2 separate regions of the Sus scrofa genome follow, and region 1 is linked to region 2. Evidence: chromatin contacts called from public HiChIP or PLAC-seq data. All regions are on one chromosome and are shown on one strand. Each heading gives the region's core, a stretch centred on a gene start, on an enhancer-like site or on the middle of the called end of the contact. The rest is flanking DNA. Distances are from core to core; before and after follow the strand shown. Region 1 overlaps KLHL26 (kelch-like protein 26). Region 2 overlaps UPF1 (regulator of nonsense transcripts 1).

The links. HiChIP or PLAC-seq counts read pairs in DNA pulled down with a chosen protein or histone mark.
Region 1: a contact with region 2 is called in an H3K27ac HiChIP or PLAC-seq map of alveolar macrophages. The contact joins two enhancer-like sites. A contact is called at or near these places in 2 of 47 Hi-C or Micro-C datasets (embryonic fibroblasts and epiblast stem cells) and 1 of 2 datasets of contacts at active chromatin or transcription factors (alveolar macrophages).

The regions. Positions count from the first base shown.
Region 1 is chr2:59,182,637-59,185,336 of Sscrofa11.1, reverse strand. The region is part of intron 1 of KLHL26 (kelch-like protein 26); the gene reads left to right. Among named protein-coding and RNA genes, the nearest start is that of KLHL26, 10 kb to the left of the region's middle. Within about 2 kb of position 1,261, at least 27 of the 83 cell types and tissues checked have an H3K27ac peak or open chromatin away from gene starts, as enhancers often do. A contact at or near this core is called in alveolar macrophages, where this site is marked.
Region 2 is chr2:58,993,511-58,996,284 of Sscrofa11.1, reverse strand. UPF1 (regulator of nonsense transcripts 1) reads left to right here. Exons shown (of 24, transcript XM_021083471.1): 4 at 2,484-2,651. Among named protein-coding and RNA genes, the nearest start is that of UPF1, 19 kb to the left of the region's middle. Within about 2 kb of position 1,329, at least 6 of the 83 cell types and tissues checked have an H3K27ac peak or open chromatin away from gene starts, as enhancers often do. A contact at or near this core is called in alveolar macrophages, where this site is marked.

The DNA of each region.
Region 1 (2,700 bases), core at 12-2,511, 190 kb before region 2:
ACTTCCACATGCCGTGAGTGCAACCAAAAAAAAGAAAATTTACGTCTCCACGTGATTCCCTCAGTCCCCATGGTGAGGAGGTGCCCATCTACCAGGCCCATGTGCTTCCACAGCCCACCAGTCTCCAGCGGCACGCTGGGGCCCTTTCCGAGCCTTTGACTCAGCTCTCTCTTTGCTGGAGTGACCTGTCCCAGAGCTTTGCACAACTCCAGTGTTGCCTCCTTGGGGCTTGGCCACTCTGCACCAGGGCCCTGCTGCCTGCCCCTCTTTGTCCTTTGCCTTGTGCTCCTGTACATTTTTTCTTTTTTTGGCTGCCCTGCGGCATACGGAGTTCCCAGGTCAGGGATCAGATCTGAGCTAAAGTTTCAACCTATGCTGCGGCTGTAGCAACGCTGGATCCTTTAACCCACTGTGCTGGGCTGGGGTTTGAGTCTGCGTCCTTGTGCTGTAGAGACGCTGCCGATCCCATTGAGCCACAGTGGGAACTCCACATTCTGTGTTCTTAAGGACCCGTATCCCCTAGAATATGTATTCCCTGAGGGCAGGGCTTCACCGTGGAAGCTCTGATACAATCTAGCAGCTATTCCACATACAGCCTGGGATGGGTTTGTAAGAGGAGCTGGCCTGACCGGGGGGTGGGGGTGGGGGCTTCTGGAACAGTCCTCCGTGGCTGGCAGAGCAGGGGTCACCCTCCTCCTGATTTTAGTTAATGACAGGGCCCGGGTTGAGAAACAGAAACTCACAGGCATGTTGTCAGTGAATCAGCCCTATCAGAGAGAAGCCAGTGAGCCGTACCCTTTTGCATGTGCTTCGTTTCGTTCCGGACAGGATCTTAGCTCCATGTCGAAGACGGGAAGCAGCCAGCCGCTCTCTCTGTCCAGCTGCCTGTAGAGGGAAGTGGGGGCTGGGGCCTGTTGGGTCCCCACCACGGTCCACCGGCCCTCCTCCTGTGGTAGCCGCTCTGCAGCTGTGCAGACGGGCTCTTAACACTTGTTCACCCCGAGTCTCCGGTCCCTGCCTCCTCCCTCCGCCCCTTTCCCCCCAATTCCCTCCAGAGAGGGCTGCTCAGGATTCACAAAACTTGTTCCCCCTGCCTCTGAGAGCTGTCGGCTAGCATTCCTCTGCAGAGGGTTTTGGGGCGCATCCAGCGTGATTTCAGACCCCTCGCTGAGAAGCCCAGCGGCTGATCCCTTCCCGTGGACCACCTCGCCGCACACTGAAAATATTGTGATTCGGAGGAAGTAACCGGCACCTTTGGGGAATCGCAGACCTTTCCTGTGAGGGAAGCAGCTTCCGGAATTGAAGACGCTCAGCCTGGAGGAAGTCTTGAGGGGTGGACCTTTGGGCTTTTAAAGGCCTCAAGGGGGGGTCACCCGAGGATCGAGGATAAGGCCGAAGCCGCTTTTCTGACGCCACAACTGTGAAATTCCACCGGGGTCAAAGACAGGATTCGAGTGGGGAGCGGGCTGGGCTGGGCTGGGCTGGATATCCGGAGAGCTCTCCTCTCAAAGGGATGTTAGAATTTGAAGCAGCCGCAGCCGGGGAAAGCAGCAGTGGGGAGATGTGATCACCCAGAGTCTTCTGTGATCCTATTGAGAATGGAGCATTCTCCAGAGCCTCCAGAGGCGGGGTTTGGGGGTGTGTGTGACAAAATGCCAGTGAAGCAACAGTCATGGAGGGCAGCCCCACTGCAGCCTCCACTTGGAGAACTTCCAGGACTGTAGTTAAAGGCATAACCATGTGCTCGCCTCGGTGAAGTCTGGTCCATCCCAGGAGGGCTTCACTTTCTCTCTTTTCTCCACTCCTCTGTCATGTGAGGGGGAACAGCAGCTCGTGGTTCCATAAGGCAGGGAGGCTGGGAACACACAAGTGTTTATGCTCCACTTGCAGAAACTCTGGGTGGTGTTTGCTGTGCCTTGGCTGGTGGCATTGGGCTGCCCTGCAACTCCAGCCTTAGGCATGCTTCCAGCATTTTAGCATTTAGAGTTGCTGGACTTTCACAGTAGGGGGCATGTGTAGCTTGCTGACCTTTCACAGGGAGGCAGTGGCTGCCTCGATAAAGGCAGGCGGTGTGCAGGCTGAGTCTGGTCACCAACCATTCGCCCACAGATCAACCAGCAAGCCTTCCTCACCCCCCTTTCCGGGGAAGGAAGCCCATGTGCACTGCAGGGAGGGGGCGGGGGCTGGAGAAGTGTTAACCCCACAGTGGTTTTAACACTGGAGTGGTGAGGGGTCAGAAGGAGTTGGCCCTTCAGCGTGGGGAACACATGAGCAGAGTGGTGAGGCCAGACATCCTAGAGAGGAGCCTGCCAAGGGCTTCCTGGTTGAGCCCAGTCAAAGGATATCATACCCCGTCCCAGGACTTGGACCAGGGGGCCACGTGGAGCGGGTAACAGAGCAGGTACCAGCAGCAAGCAGAGGTAGGAGTCAGGCCCCGGCCACTGCTGCCACCTTGCAGCCATCCACCTGCCACCTCACTCCTCCATCCACCTCTTCATCCATCCAACCATGCTTCTATCTATCCCTCTATCCCTCTGTCCGTTCATCCATCCATCTACCCAATCACCCATTGTCCATCCATGCATCTATCATCCACCCACCCAGCCCCTCAGTCATCCAGCCATCTAATGCACAAGCGTGACTCAGTTCTGAGCACGTGCCGGGCGCAGTGCCAGGTGCTGGAGCACAGCAGGAGACAGA
Region 2 (2,774 bases), core at 80-2,579:
TGTTGAAGCAAAGCACAATATAAAATCACGCTAACAAACCTGGTTTTTTCCCCTCCTCTGTGACCGGTTTAACTTGAAACAGATGGTGGTGTGTGAATGCTTTAATGTATTTACCCTTGATTTATTCTCTGCGGTTCTTTTTATTATGCAAGTAGGGTTGGCTTAATTCTCGTTCCCAGTTTTTATTTATATTTTTCTGCAAGATGAGCTCCTGGCATGCCTATTCATCTTCATTACTGGGTGCCTGGGGAGGATGTTCCCAAGACACTAATGGGCATCCATGGGAGCCGCTTCCTGAGGAGGCTCCCTCTGGCCTTAGCTCATCGGAGCAGTCCTGAGGCTAATATGGGCCAGATCCTGAATCATCAGATTAAATTAAGTTCACTTGACCGTTGACTCTGGGCTTCCCTTCCTGCTGTTGATCAGCAGCAGCTGTGACTGGGTCCCTTGTTTTGTGTTTGGGGTGAGACCAGCATTGTGCGGGTACTCGGACTCCAGGGGAGAGTCCGTTTGTCTAAGCTCAAGTGGGACTCCTCAGCCCCCACTGCTGACATGGGTCTGGCCCTAGTGGCTCCTTCAGGGTTGCCATGATATGCAGCGACTCATTCCATTGCCGTAGAGAAGCAAAGCAGAATATCTTTGGGACAAGGCTCCAAATTGCCAGCAAGAGTCATCTTTGGAGTTCCCGTCGTGTCTCAGCAGTAATGAACCTGACTAGTATCCATGAGGATGAGGGTTTGATTCCTGGACTCAGTCAGTCAGTTAAGGATCTGGCATTGTCATGAGCTGTGCTTTATGTCACAGACACAGTTTGGATCCCGAGTTGCTGTGGCATAGGCTGGTAGCTGCAGCTTCAATTCAACCCCTAGCTTGGGAACCTCCATATGCCTCGGGGAAAGGGAAGGTGTCACCTTCCTCTGAGGTTCGTGTTTTAGAGAAATAAAGTGACCGAATTCATAGGCAGGTTTATTTGTACAGAGCCCCTACTCTTCCTGTGCTTTGGCAGCTGTGGACCAGGGTTCACCATCATGTGGCCTGAGGACACAGGATAGTCAGATCTTGTGCCACCTTGGAGTTAGTGGTGGGGTTCTGAGTGAAGCAAGAAAGGGGGCTGGTTTTCTTTAGAGATTGGAAAGGAAGAGCATCTTCACAGTAATCAGAAGAGACTGGCATCCTGTCTTCTGAATGTTCTGGGTAATGTAAGTGTGACTCTGTTTGCGTTAGTTCCTCTTCTGCAGGAAAAGCAATTAAATAAAACTTGTCTTAGCTGGCAACCCCAGCTTCCGGTCAGCAGAGCCAAAATCAAGGAAGTGAGCAAGGGGCCTCTAAGGGAAAACCCTCAGTCAACCAGTATTGTGTATTCTGTGCAAGGTCAGATTGTGAGGGTGAAGGGGTAGCCACTCGTCCTCAGGAAGCTTCCAGTGTAATGGGGTGAGGTGAGCATAGAAAAACAGGAGAAAATCACTGATTCTGGTAGAATGCCAGTGGTGGTGGCTCCAGAGGGAATTGGGGGGCTTTGGAGGTACTGAGAGCAGTGATGATTAGTTAGATAATCTGACAGTCTTCCTGGGGCCAAAGAGGGTTAGGATGTTGGCATCTGAGCCGTAGCTTGGAGGAGGGTTTCCCAAGGTGATGCAAAGGGAAGGCTGGAGGCCCCATAGGCATGCTTAGCATCTGACAAACCTGCAGCAAGGCCGCAGATGGCAGGGGTGGCTGGGAGAGCCTGAGGTGCCCCAGAGTGTGGCTGGCATGACGGCGGGTGGAATTCAGTGACTGGAGAACTCAGTAAGGCCCTGGCTTAGGTGAGCCATGAGCTGGAAATGAGAAGGATGGCAGAGCCCTGGCCACACGCAGCAAGGAAAGAGCCAAGGTGGCAGGGCTTTCAGACAGTTCAGAGCTGGCCCTGTGCTTCCGGAAAATAGTCCTGACCACCCCACATCCCCTGCCCCCACTCCATATTTTTTACTGTCCTCAGGTTTCTAATACATTTGGTTATCAGGTTTCCTGGCCTGCAGCAATGAGAAGGGATTTTGCTCCTGGAAGCAGGCACAGGGGCCATGAGAAGTGATTTTGAAAGGAGCAGCAGAGAAACTACAGGGAGCAAAGAGGAGCAGTGGGAGGGGCAAGCCTCCTGCCTCTCCAGGACAGCAGCCTTGGCCCCAGAGATAGATTCAGTCAGGCCTGATAAGTTGGATTTAAGAAAGCAGGAACTGGGGAGGGGTGAGAGCAGGGGAGAAGCAGGAACTATGTGAAACGTGTTAGGGAAGTTTTCCTTAAAAATGGTTTGAGTCGGATTGATTTTTATGCTCAGTGGGGAGCCAGTTCAGGGGCGGGCTGGTCCCCTGGGATGCCAGATGGATGAGGTGTGACCGTTCCTGTTAATGGACCGTGAACGGTACCGGAACTTTTAACGGGGCTCAAAAATTGGAAGTGGTGAAAAGCCAAACTTTGGGTGTTAACTATTTATCATTTCCTGGTTTCAGCCACATCGTAAATCACCTCGTGAGGGCAAAATGCAAAGAGGTGACTCTGCACAAGGATGGGCCCCTGGGGGAGACGGTTTTGGAGTGTTATAACTGTGGCTGCCGCAATGTCTTCCTCCTCGGCTTCATCCCTGCCAAGGCTGACTCAGTTGTGGTGCTGCTGTGCAGGTGAGGGTGGGGTCCCTTTTCAGCCCCAGTCGCCTTCCCAGAAGACTCGGCTACTCCATGGAGCTTTAAGATACTTTGAAATGGTTTCTGCTGACCGGCAAGGTGTAAGGAGATTCGAGAGAT